Linked DNA regions of Sus scrofa: region 1 is linked to region 2. A link is a contact called in public HiChIP or PLAC-seq data. All regions are on one chromosome and are shown on one strand. The core of a region is the stretch at or near the end of the contact, and the rest is flanking DNA. Distances in the headings are between cores, read along the strand shown. Region 1 holds the start of CNOT1 (CCR4-NOT transcription complex subunit 1). Region 2 holds the start of SETD6 (N-lysine methyltransferase SETD6).

Region 1 (6,927 bases), core at 892-3,391, 110 kb after region 2:
TGGAAGTTCCCAGGTCAAATATGAGCTGCAGCTGCCAGCCTACACCACAGCCACAGCAGTGCAGGATCCAAGCCGTGTCTCTAACCTAGAGCAGAGCTCACACCAACACTGGATCCTTAACCCACTGATCAAGGCCAGACTGCACCTGTATCCTCACAGATACTAGTAGGGTTTTTAACCCTCTGAGCCACAATAGGAACTCCTGTTTTTTACTTTTTTTAAATGATTTAACCCAAAGTTAGCCACAGCACTTAGCCTGACAAGGGCCATATTAAAGAGACTGGGATTTAAAACCCCAGTAGAAATATTAGAGACTCAAAGAAAAAAGCTACGCCACAGATCCATTCAAGTGAAATGGGAACCAAAGACATTTCAGTTCCGTTCCACTATCATGCCACAAAACTCTGCCTTAAAACTTCTAAGATGATAATCTTCGGCAAGAAAGGGAAATACTTTCATTTATTGGTGGTCGAATCTTTGTGCCTTGATTCTACACTTAAGTTTCCACAGAAGGACTTGGGACCCCAACTTGTTGAAAAGGGACCAACTCTCCAAACATGTTTCATCGTATGACCATTTCAGTCAAAGCCCAGTTAGATGCCTAAAACTTTATGTATCATCAGATCATTTTCTCCTTAGACAAGGTAACAACTTGCAGCGAAACAGGATTATTTAAACTGTTACCATTCATCTTATTAACAGCTAAAATACTATGCTACCATTCTTGGCATTTTAAACCCAAATACCTCTACAAAAACAAGTTTGTTCCTGATCTGATTGACCTACTTCCCAGTTTTTTATTTGTCCACTTTTTCATCCATGTGAACCTGTTCCTATCAAATGGACTGTCATGAGGGAAATGTTCAGAATTTTTCCCCAAAAAGTAATCAGTGAGACTCAATCAATTAGTTGTTAACCTCATGGCAACAGAACGTAGAGAAATAAGGAAAGAAAACTGTGTTACCACCAACAAAAAGACGTTCTCAGAATCCTAAAAATTAGGGCCTTTGAGTGACTTCAGAGCAAAAGTTTTCTTCTCAAAGTTTACTTTAAACACAACATTTCCAAACCCACAGAGAGGAAGCATTAAAGCGCAGTCCTAGTGGGGATGCTCATCTGTAGGAGCCCGGTGGGGTGAAACCTGCAGGGGTGGGGGTTACTGAAACGGAGTATCTGTGCGTTTGGCCTTATGTAACCCCTACAAGATCCGCAGAAAATCTCTCCCCAGCACTGAAGCCTCCATGTGCTCTGCTCACCAGGAGGACACTTTCCATGGGTGAGCAGAAACGCCACTTAGCACAGACACTGGGCCAGGTGGATGGGGGCCGACTTCGGAGCGAGTGTGAGAGCGCCCGGGCGCGCGAATGGAACAAAACCTGTGGCAAGAAGTAATAAGGAAGTGCCTCGCTCCCGCCCGCCCCTCCCACCGGCGGACACCCGAAAACACTCGGGGTTTGACAACGTGCTGGGGGCGGGGGGAGGAGGATTGGCAGCTCCGGGTCCAACAACAGGAACTGGGAGTCTGCAACTACTCGGAACACGCTCCCCTCGCCCCCGGGGCTAGGCCTCCTACGCCCATGCCCACTGCACTCATCCGGCAGTTGAGGAGCTCGTGGGGTCTGCGAAGGGGGCAGCCCGCGCGAGGCGAGGCCCAGCCGCCCCAAATGCCGCCACCGCCACCCTCAGAGCTTCCAGGCCCGGGCCGGGGGCCATCCCGAGACTCATCCCGCGCTCTGCCTTCCGCTTCGTGGAGCCTTCACTTCGGCCGCTTCTCTTCAGAGCCCGAAGACTCGCGAGCGAAGAGGAGAGAGTCCGCCCTCTCCCGCCTCGCCACTTCCCCGTCCGACTGCCCCTCACTCCGCGGAGCGCCGGGAAACGTTCCCAATGGCCCCGGGACCACCTCGGTTCCTTCCCGCACCGGCACCCGCGTTCCGTAGCTGACACCGTCAGCCGGCCTCAGCACCTGACCCCAGCCCACCTCACCTCGGGCGGCTCCGGCAGCGCTGGACACAGGAAACTCCTGGGTCCTCGACTCCGGCTCTCCTCGACCCTCTCTTCGGTTAACTCCGCTTGTTTCTCTACAAAATGGCGCCGGAGGTCGCGCGCTCACGTCGCGGCCTTTCCCCTCCCCGTTCCCATTTCATCATTCGCTGCCCGCCCGAGGAGGGATGGCCCCAGCACCAGCCAATGGCCGTACTCCGCCTGTGGCTTCCACCCAATCACCGACGGGTGCCCGCGGATTTAAACCAATCACACTCTATCACTTGCAGAAGTCAAGGAAGAAACCAGGATCCTGCTAGCAACTACCAATCCAGACTCCTACTTCGCGGGCTTTGGCCAATTGCCGCTCACCAGTCCCCAGGGACCGGAATCGGAGCCCTCGCGCCTGCGCTCGAGTTGAAGACCAATAAGGAGAGACAGATAACTTCGATGTAGGGCTGCTCGGACTTCCCACCTGCCCTCGAAGTCCTCCACCAATGGGTGTCTGACATTGGCTATGAGAAACCATAAATAAAGGAGGGGGGGGCCCTTAAACCCTTGTTATCCTGCCCGGGAACAACTTTGAGTTACAGTGAAAAGCAGCCTTCCCGTATTCTCCTTCCTCTTTCGAAGTGTCAAATCCGATAGACCACGGGGCTTCCCAATCTCAAACATTCCCCAAACCGCGTATCCCTTTGGCGGGGAACGCCAGCTCCAGAAAGCAAGCCAGGCTGTTACTGGAGTGGTAGCCCTTGCATCCTGGGATCTGTAGTTCACCCAACCCCATCCCTGTCGCAAAAGTAGTGCGTATTCTTCAGTCACTGAATGCGCTCTAGGGGCAGCAATGCATGCTGGAGAACGTAGTCTTCCAGGCTCCCATTTGGTCCTAGCCTGCCTAACTTTACTGGAGAGAACTTTCCTTTCTCGTTCTGCCTATTGAGGAAGGGACTCCTTAGAAAGAGGTGGGAAGCTCAGGCTCAGGTCCTCTTTTTGGCTCACTCCCTGGAGGTGGATAAAAAAGAATATTTATGCCTTTTGCTCTGGGAATAAAAAGCATGGGAACATATCTTTTTAAAGATTTGGAGGTCATCTGTTCCCAGAAGGGTGGGAAGATTGGGAAGAAAGTGTTGGATCTTTTACCTTTTGGAGAAAAACGATCCTAATCTCTGCTGTCCTGAGGCAACACTAAGTTTCTTGTTTGCTAGCCATATGTCTCTTTAAAAAAAATTATGTAAGGCGGGTTAAGGCTCTCTTGTCACTGCTCTGCTTCTCTGGCTGTGGAATCCTGCCCCAAGAACTTACACGTGGGGGGAGGAGGATGTGGTAAAAACATATAACATATAACTTCCTGATGTGGAGCAGCAGGTTAAGGATCCATCGTTGCTGTGGGGCAGGTCACAAGTGCAGCACAGGTCCCATCTTGGGAACGTCCACATGCCATGGGCTCAGCCAAAACAAAACAAACAAAAAACACAACATAAAATTTACCATCGTAGCCATTTTTAAGTTACCATATAGTACTGTTAACTATATGCATGTCGTGCAGCAGATCTCTAGAAAAACTTTTTCATCTTGCAAAACTGAAACTCTATACCCATCAAACAACTCATTTCCTTCCTCCAGTGCTTGAAAACTACCCTTCTAAGATTTTGACTACTTTACATGTCTCACATAAGTGGATTCATGCAGATTTTGTCTTTTTGTGACTGGCTAATTTCACTTACCATAATTTCCTAAATATTTTTTGCCACCTGCCCATTCCTTGGTTGATTCCTTGGTTGATTCCAACTCTTTTTTTTTTTCTTTTTTTTGCTTTTTAGGGCCCCACCCACGGCCCATGGAGGTTCCCAGGCCCGGGTGGAATCGGAGCTGTAGCCGCCAGCCTACACCACAGCCACAGCAACTCCAGATCCTTAACTCACTGAGCGAGGCCAGGGATCAAATCCGCAACCTCATGGTTCCTAGTCCGATTCATTTCTGCTGCGCCTCGACGGAAACTCCCCTGGAGGCCAACTCTCTCAGCAACCTTTACTGAAAGTCTCTATGGGACTTTCAAACAAACCATGGGATACTCAGGAACCCCACATAAAACAGTGGCAAGAATTGCTACAGTAGGTCTTTTTTTTTTTTTTTTTTTTTTTTTTGCTATTTAGGGCCTAACCCAAGGCATATGGAAGTTCCCAGGCTAGGGGTGAAATTGGAGCTGCAGCTGCCGGCCACAGCCACAGCCACAGCAATGTAGAATCTGAGCCTCATCTGCAACTTACACCACAGTTCACAGCAATAGTGGATCCTTAACCCAGTGATCGAGGCCAGGGATCAAACCTGCATCCTTACAGATACTAGTCGGGTTAACCCCTTGAGCCACAGTGGAAACTCCCTATTTTTGGTTTTTTGAGGAACTGCTATATTGCTTTCCATAGTGGCTGCACCAATTTACATTCCCACCAGGAATGTATGGGGGTTCCCTTTTCTCCACATGCTCTGCAGCATTTATTGTTTGTAGACTTTTTGATGATGACCATTCGAACAGGTGTGAGGTAGGATCTCATTGTAATTTTATTTGCATTTCTCTAATAATTAGCAATGATGAGTACCTTTTCATATGCCTATTGACCATCTGTGTATCTTCAGAGAAATGTCTATTTAGGCCTTCTGCCCATTTTTCAATTGGGTTGCTCATTGACAAAGATGGTTGTCACTGGGAATGGGAAAAGAATGAGGAAGGGTAAAGGGAGCTTTTACTTTTTGTTTCCTGTATTACTGAACTATTTAAACGTTTTGGAAAGACGATGTATTCATGTTTTATTTGTATAAGTTAAGGTAAAAAAATTTTTTTTAAAGAGACAGGAGGGGAGTGCCCATCATGGTGCAACGGAAATGAATCCAACTAGGAACCATGAGGTTGCGGGTTTGATCCCTGGCCTCACTCAGTGGGTTAACGATCTGGTGTTGCCATGAGCTATGGTGTAGGTCAAAGGTGTGGTTCAGATCTGTGGCATAGGCTGGCAGCTGTAGCTCCGATTTGACCTCTAGCCTGGCAACCTCCATATGCTGTGGGTGCAGCCCTAAAAAGCAAAAAAAAAAATTTAAAAAGTTAAAAAAGTAAAAAGAGACAGGAGTTCCCACTGTGGCCCAGCAGGTTAAGGATCTGGTATTGTCACTGCAGCAGCTCAGGTTGCTCCCGTGGTGTGGGTTTGATCCCTGGCCTGGGAACTTCTGCATGCCGAGGATGCAGCAAAAAATAATAATAATTAATTTTAAAATTAAAAAGAGGGAGTTCCCGTCGTGGCTCAGTGGTTAATGAATCCGACTAGGAACTGCGAAGTTGCAGGTTCGATCCCTGGCCTTGCACAGTGGGTTAAGGATGTGGCATTGCCATGAACTGTGGTGTAGGTCCCAGAAGTGGCTCGGGTCCCACGTTGCTGTGGCTCTGGCATAGGCTAGCGGCTACAGCTCTGATTCGATCCCTAGCCTGGGAACCTCCATATGCCACAGGAGCGGTCCTAGAAAAAGACAGAAAAAATAATAATAATAAATAAAAAGAGACAAAATAACACCCATGGGGTCAACTATCTAAGATCAATTTTGTAATAGTACAACTAGTTCATGTCAGAAACATAATCTCCTAAATTGAAATAAAGCTGACTTGTCTCAAAAAAAAAAAAAAAAAAAAAAAACAAATAGGAGTTCCTATGGTGGCGCTTCGGAAACGTATCTGTCTAGTATCCTTGAGTATACAGGTTTGATCCCTGGCCTCACTCAGTGGGTTAAGGATCCAGAGTTGCTCTGAGCTATGTGGGTCACAGACGCAGCTAAGATTCCAAGTTGCTGTGGCTGTGGTGTAGGCTGGCAGCTATAATTCTGATTTGATGCCTAGACCAGGAACTTCCATACACCGCGGGGTGGTCCTAAAAAGAAAAAAAAAAAAGAAGCTGACTTGTCTTTCCCCACTTCAGCCTGTTTTTATACTGAGCCTGCTCTGGGAGACCCTTCTGTGCACGGCCAGCACCACTCCCTATGGGATCCCCCCAGCTATACCTACACCACTCCTAGGAGCTGACCTGCCTTGGGACTTAGTCTAGTCCCTGCAGGATTACTACCAAAAAAAAATCCTGGAGATCAAAGTCCTTCACCTGTCTGTTGTCAAGAACGATGGGGGGGCTTCTATCCTTACGAGGAAGGAGAAACTCATGTTTACAAATTGGAAGGGTTAGTGGGATCACCTTGTAAACCTTTTCATTTTACTGAAAGACAGAGTTGGAAATCATGCCCAGACAAACTAGTTTGCTAGAGACCTTCACAAAGGAGTCACTGAATCACCTTCGAACTCAGCAACTATGTGTTCTGGGGTTCAAATGTATTTAGAAGCGGATATTTTTAGCAGCTGTTAATTATTTACCTGGCCCCTTTCCTCCACCTTATGCCAGTCCTTCAACACCCACCCCCTAACCCCACCCCTGCCCATTAATTGTGCATCCCAGGCTCTGGAAGCACCAGATTTTTTTGTTTCCCAAAATAGCCTGGAGAGGGAAATGTAAGGTCTAGGAAACAAAAGCCTGATTGAATTGGCTTAGGGTGGAGGCAAAAATACCTGTAAGACAAAGGACTTCCAGGCTTTGTGATCTGTGCAAAATGTGTCATAAAATGTTTAGAGGTGCTTGGAAGAAGAGATACAAGGCCTTTTTTATTCTGTGTTCTTGTTTTTCAGTCCCATTTATCAGACAGTCTGTAACTTGAATTTATCGTAAATTTGGCTGTCTTATCCAGAGCAATTCACCAACCTCACTGACAGCCTAAATCTAAATTCTGATCTCTTTCCAGCCCATCGCTACTGCCCAGCTCCAAACCTTCCAGCTTTCTGGGCACCCAGTCTTTCCTATGATTTAAGTGGCCCTACCCTGGAGTTCCTGATGTGGCTCAGTGGGTTAAGAACCTGACTAAGAT
Region 2 (6,162 bases), core at 916-3,415:
CTCTGCTGCCTCCTGGCTCTGTCCCATTTCTGAGCCAAGGCTCTGAGGCAGAAAGTCCCCTGATCCTGTGTCCATGGGGCACTGACTAGGGCAGAGGTTAAAGGCTACAATATCTCGGAGAACTGGATGGTGACTGCCTTTGGAAGCCGGCAGGCAGTGGTGGCTCAGAGTTCCTATAGACCCCCTTCTTGCCCCCAGGTTTCACAGAGGACAACTCAATCAGTAGCAGCATGACCAAGGATGCCGGAAGGGTTTCTAGGGAGAGTTCTGGTTGAGCTCTGCCAGTGTTTCACACAGGCATCACTGAGAGAGTCCCTTTGGAGAAATCTGGTCCGAGGGAGCGGGATTTGGCAGTCTCACACCACCATCCTAGCTGGTCGGGGTAGTCTCAAGGCTGGGGCTAGATGGGTCCTGGGCTGGGAGGTGAAGTTTCCTGAAGGGAACAAGGGCCAGGCAGATTCCCCGCACATCCCAGCCCCCTCCTGCCCCCTGATGCCCAGGGCCGGGCCATATTCTTCCCGTTCACTCACTTAGAATCTCCTGGCCCAGAAACCATTTGTCTCTGGGCCTAAATCAATTGCCACAACCCCCAAAGTGAGTAAAAAGAAGAGGAGAGAGCAGTTAAAAATGCAGGGCTGTGGGGGGGGGGGGGATGGGGGGTGCTCTGGAGCCGAGGGACACGTGCATCCACATTTCCTCTGCATACATCACCCCCTACTAGAATCTTAAGCCATTACTCTAGACTCTTCTAGAGCCCAGTGGAGTGTTAGTGCGTCCCCAGTTCTATTCACTCACGTGCTTCCTCTGAATAGCGAATGTGACAGTTTGAAGAGCTGGTAGAATTAATCCCTCTTACTGTATGTAGATAGCGCTGTGAATCTTGGGTTTCGTTTTGGTTTTGTTTTTTTTGTTTTTTTTCTGTGTTCTTTCAGATGAGATATCTATAAATATCTATACATTATATATATATATACATATGTATATTGAGTCCTCCTGCCTGTGGTTTTCCATCGGAAGTTGTCTCTTCTTTGGTCAAAGTGAAATTTTAATGGAATTTATTATTTTCCTCTCTGTACAAAGCCTACTTTTGTGTTTTCTGGTGGCTTGATGTCATGAGACTTTGAGATGACAAAATGTAAAACAAAAACCCTTGTCAACATAGAAAGAGTTAACTGTGCTGAAAACCTAATAAAGAAACTAAGAAGAATTTGAGTATGGTGATGCTGTGCCCATCATGGGAAGCTTTCCAGGTGGGCAGAATCTTAGGCTGATGAGGCTGGTGCTTCTTGGGTTTTAAGTGGGGAGGAACGTTCAGAGAGGGAAGACAGGCATTTCCCAACCATCTCTGTATTTCTAGATCTCTTCACATTATTTTACCAATCCCTGCACTAATTCCACAGGATATTATTATCTTCATTTCACAGCTGAGAAAACTGAATTTACTCCTCATAAGAAGCCAAGCTGGGAGTTGGCCTTGGCATTATTTGACTTCAAAACTGAGGCCTGTAACGTCTATATTCGCTGCACCATTTTAAAAAATTTAATGGCATGCTGTTTCCCCATGTTTACCATTTCTGATTCATCCTCCCAGCCATTTACCCAATAAATGGATATTGAGTTTATAAAAAAGCATGTAAATAAAAGTATCCCCCCCATGTGCTATGTAGGTCTATTCTAGCTCTGGGAGCCCTGTCCACACCACTCCGAAACACATGTGCAAACTGCTCTAACTGAGCAAATAAAAGGACTGAGTAAAAATGCATAGAGATCAGGAAGGGAGGGGGCTGCCCACCTGAGTGCGCTCACAGCCAGCCAGCCAGCCGCGAGGCTTTAGCGTCTCATCCAGAAATCAGATTTTGCGCTTCAAACCCGCCTTCTACCCCGAAGCGTCTCAGCTTTCAGAGACCGAAAAGGGGAAGGGTTGTGCTTGGCTCAGACCAGTCTCAAGGCGGCAAGGGGACAGATCTATCTGCACCTGGCCGCACTTTTTCTGAACCCAACTGGGGACACCTGGCCTCAAGGACGTTCTCAGCAGGAATGATGTGACCAGGTGCAAACCCTAATTCATCTTCTGCTTGGAAGCCGAGACGAACGTCACGTGGTCCAGGGGCGGAGACATAGGCCCCGCCCCAGAAAGGCCTCCTTGCCCCTCCCCCCCGTACGCCGGAAGCGCCCGCGCGGGTGTAGGGGTCGCTGGGGCGAGCGCTCGCGGACCATGGCGACTCGGGCGAAGCGCCGGCGGGTAAGTCGCGGCTGGGGGCGCGAGCCAACCTTTCCTCACCGCGCTTCGCCGGCAGCGCTGGCCCGGACTCGGCTCCGCGCCCTGCGGCGGGTCCTTTGCCGCCTCTCCGCAGCCCCTCCCCCAACCCCAGCCCTTTCCTCCGCGCGCGTCGCCGGCTCCTCTGCCCCCAGCGAGCTCTCCTTGGCCGGTCCACGCCACTGCGCTTGCTTATCTCAGGTGGCGGGGCCTGCAGGCGGCGACGACCCGGCCCCGGTGGCCGGCTTCCTGATTGGTGCCGGCGGGTGGGCCTGGAGCTGAGCCCCAAGGTGAGTGGAGCGGGCGGGCGGGGGTGGCGAGGTGGAGGCGGGCGCGACGGGGCCGCGGGCCAGTTCTGACCCGTCGCTCCCCCTGTTCAGGTGGCGGTGAGCCGGCAAGGCACGGTGGCCGGCTACGGCATGGTGGCCCGGGAGAGCGTGCAGCCGGGGAGCTGCTGTTCGTGGTGCCGCGGGCCGCAGTTCTGTCACAGCACACCTGCTCCATCAGCGGCCTGCTGGAGCGAGGTGGGCACGCTGGCTTGGGTAGGACACCGAGGCGGGCCAGAGGGGCCGGCCAGGGCCCTGATTTCTGTGTTTCCTTCAGAGCGAGGCGCGCTGCAGAGCCAGTCGGGCTGGGTGCCGCTGCTGCTGGCGTTGCTCCATGAGCTGCAGGCCCCGGCCTCGCCCTGGAGTCCCTACTTTGCGCTCTGGCCCGAGCTGGGCCGCTTGGAGCACCCCATGTTCTGGTGAGAGCCGTAGGGGAGATCCGGGGAGCGCCAGAACCGTAACCTGGCTGGAATCACCCTGCCCTTGGAACGAGGTTCCCAAGCTGCTAGTGTATGAAGAACCTGGGTGGGGGTGTCACTGCAGGCCAGAGGAGGAGCGTCGGCGATTGCTGCAGGGCACAGGCGTACCTGAGGCCGTGGAGAAGGACTTGGCCAACATCCGCAGCGAGTATTATTCCATCGTGCTGCCCTTCATGGAAGCCCACCCTGATCTTTTCAGCCCCAGGGTTCGCTCTCTGGAACTCTACCACCAGCTTGTGGCTCTTGTGATGGCCTACAGGTCAGTGAGCAGAACCTTGAAAAGAACCACTTTAGAACTTTATTGAGGGAGGAGAGGGGACAGAACAGTGAACCCCAGCTGGTCTCTCACCCCTGCACTGGGCTTTAGCAAAGTTCTCTCTGTGGCAGCTTTCAGGAACCACTGGAGGAAGAAGATGAAAAGGAACCAAACTCCCCTTTGATGGTGCCTGCTGCAGACATACTAAACCACTTAGCCAATCACAATGCCAATCTAGAGTATTCTCCAGTGAGTGGATACCTCCCAGTTCTTGTTCTTGCGTGCATTGATGATTGGGCATTTGATGCAAAACCAGTGTGCTGCTTATGCTGACCTGGCAGTTGAGCTAAACTAAATGGGCTCCATTCTCATGCTAAAAATGGGTAGGTGAAATTAGCTCCTCCTCTGTGTACTTTGAGAGCATCTGAACACAGAACATCTCAAAGACAGTTGGGGTTAAGCCTCTGATAAACAATACACCATCATTTGATGCTGGTTGTTTTGTGCAGTGCCAGTAAGCCAAGATTGTTTTGAGGCCCTCTGGACAGCAGTCTGGAACAGCTAGTGTCAGTACTTCTCAGGAAGAGAGGGTGTGTTTTAAGTCAGAAGTTTAAGATATCAGGGCTGTGTTTATTTTTTTCTGGGCCAGGGATTAAATCTGCACCATAGCATGCAACCCTAGCCACTGTGACAAGGCCAGATTAACCCACTATGCCACAGGGAACCTCCACCAGGGCTGTGTTTCTATCAGTTGTCTGCTAAATGGAAAGTTAATGAAAGATCTGAGTTTAGGAATTAAAAATTAGGAAATAGCTGTTATTTTTAAATCCTTGTCTTCACTTGCTGTGTGTACTTTGTGTTGGGGGAAAAAAAATTTTTTTTAAAGGCTGCCCTGAGGCATATGGAAGTTCCCAGGCTAGGGGTGGAACTGGAGCTGCAGGCCTTCACAAGCCACAGCAACGCCAGATTTGAGCTGCATCTGTGACCTACATGCAGTTCATGCACCGCCAGATTCTTTAACCCACTGAGTGAGGCCAGGGATCGAACCCACATCCTCATGGATATTAATTGCCACAATGGGAACTCCTAATTGTTTTATAGCTAGCAGCCTTTTAGTGCTGGAGGTGCGTGAATAGATTTCACCTACCAGAACTTTGGTCTGACCTTTGACCTTTATAAGCCTCACCCCTCTCATTCTACAGTACAGGATCTTAACAGGAATTACAGTAGAATGTTGGTAGGTATAGTCTCAGTCTCATTGCTGAACTATATATACCTGCTGGAGGCTTTTCTAAAGAGGGAAGTAATCTTCGTGGGGCTGGCCTGGGAAGGGCCTGGCCCCAGCTTCTCCCTTCCACCCCAGAATTGTCTCCGGATGGTGGCCACTCAGTCCATTCCTAAAGGCCATGAGATTTTCAACACTTATGGGCAAATGGCTAATTGGCAACTGATCCACATGTACGGTTTTGTTGAACCATATCCTGACAACAAGGATGACACAGCTGATATTCAGATGGTGACAGTTCGTGAAGCAGCATTACAAGGTGAGTGATTAGACACTGGACACTAGTCTAATGTGTCTCCATCCCTGCCCCAGCTGCTCTGCTAAATAGCAGTTGCCCCTTTTTTTGTAGAGGAAGTGGTAGACTAAGGAGAAATAAGCTCTTGGGCATGAGACTTTCACACTCATGCTTTTCTACGTACAGGAACCAAAATTGAAGCTGAACGGCTCCTACTGTATGAACGCTGGGATTTCTTATGCAAACTGGAGATGGTAGGGGAAGAGGGAGCCTTTGTGATTGGGCGGGAGGAAGTGCTGACCGAAGAGGAACTGACTACCACACTCAAGGTAAAGGGCTCAGAATGCTGTTTAATGCTCAAAATGGCTAAAGTATTTAGAGCCAGATGAGAGGAAAGGTGGGATGGAGGGAGAGGACACTTAAGTGCTACCAGGAGAAACTGGCTTCCTTTCTTTTTTAAATGGCCACACCCAGGAGTTGCCGTTGTGGCTCAGCGGAAAGGAAGTCCACTAGTATCCATCAGGACTCGGGTTCAATCCCTGACCTTGCTCAGTGGGTTAAGGATCAGCCATTCCTGTGAGCTGTGGTTTAAGTCGCAGACGAGGCTCAGGTCCTGAGTTGCTGTGGCCATGGTATAGCCTAGCAGCTGTAGCCGTGATTAGACCCCTGGCCTGAGAACTTCCATATGCCACAGGTGTGGCCCTAAAAAAATGGCCTCACCAACAGCATGTGCAAGTTTCCAGGCCAAGGATCAAATCTGAGCCATAGCTGCGGCAATGCCAGATCGTTTAACCCATAGTGCTGGGCCAGGGCTCAAACCAGCAGTGACCCCAGTTGCTGCATTAACCCAGTGCACCATAGCAGGAATAACTACGCTGGCTTCTCTATTATGTCCTATTTAAAGGGTCCCATGGTTGTTTCTAGGTACTGTGTATGCCTGCTGAGGAGTTCAGAGAGTTTAAAGACCAGGATGGATGGGGAGATGATAAAAGGGAAGAAGACAGTCTGACAATCACAAACATTCCCAAACTCAGAGCATCATGGAGACAGCTTCTTCGGAACAGTGTTTTGTTAACCCTGCAATCCTATGCCACAGACTTGAAAAGTGAGCAAGACTTAATCAGTAATAAAGAGGTCTACGCCAAACTAAGCTGGAGGGAACAGCAAGCCTTACAGGTTCGTTATGGTCAGAAGATGATCTTACACCAGTTGTTGGAACTGACAAGTTAGCAGCTTTGCTGTTGCCTGAAGAAGCATCCAGAAGAACTTTATAATCTAAGCTGATACTCAGTGATGCGAAGAAAAATTAGGGCCTTTTGCTTTG

The links. HiChIP or PLAC-seq counts read pairs in DNA pulled down with a chosen protein or histone mark.
Region 1: an H3K27ac HiChIP or PLAC-seq map of skeletal muscle shows a contact between it and region 2. The contact joins the promoter of CNOT1 here to the promoter of SETD6 in region 2. A contact is called at or near these places in 1 of 5 promoter capture datasets (liver), 17 of 47 Hi-C or Micro-C datasets (alveolar macrophages, blood, embryonic fibroblasts and 8 more) and 2 of 2 datasets of contacts at active chromatin or transcription factors (alveolar macrophages and skeletal muscle).

The regions. Positions count from the first base shown.
Region 1 is chr6:20,370,159-20,377,085 of Sscrofa11.1, forward strand. It overlaps CNOT1 (CCR4-NOT transcription complex subunit 1), which reads right to left and starts at 2,142. Exons shown (of 49, transcript XM_021093957.1): 1 at 1,984-2,142.
Region 2 is chr6:20,264,375-20,270,536 of Sscrofa11.1, forward strand. It overlaps SETD6 (N-lysine methyltransferase SETD6), which reads left to right and starts at 2,166. Exons shown (of 11, transcript XM_003355790.5): 1 at 2,166-2,242; 2 at 2,459-2,507; 3 at 2,510-2,547; 4 at 2,638-2,698; 5 at 2,701-2,781; 6 at 2,861-3,002; 7 at 3,127-3,321; 8 at 3,450-3,567; 9 at 4,682-4,862; 10 at 5,025-5,167; 11 at 5,763-6,162. The coding sequence starts at 2,216. The coding sequence ends at 6,068. NDRG4 (protein NDRG4) reads left to right here. Exons shown (of 17, transcript XM_021093970.1): 17 at 1-1,207.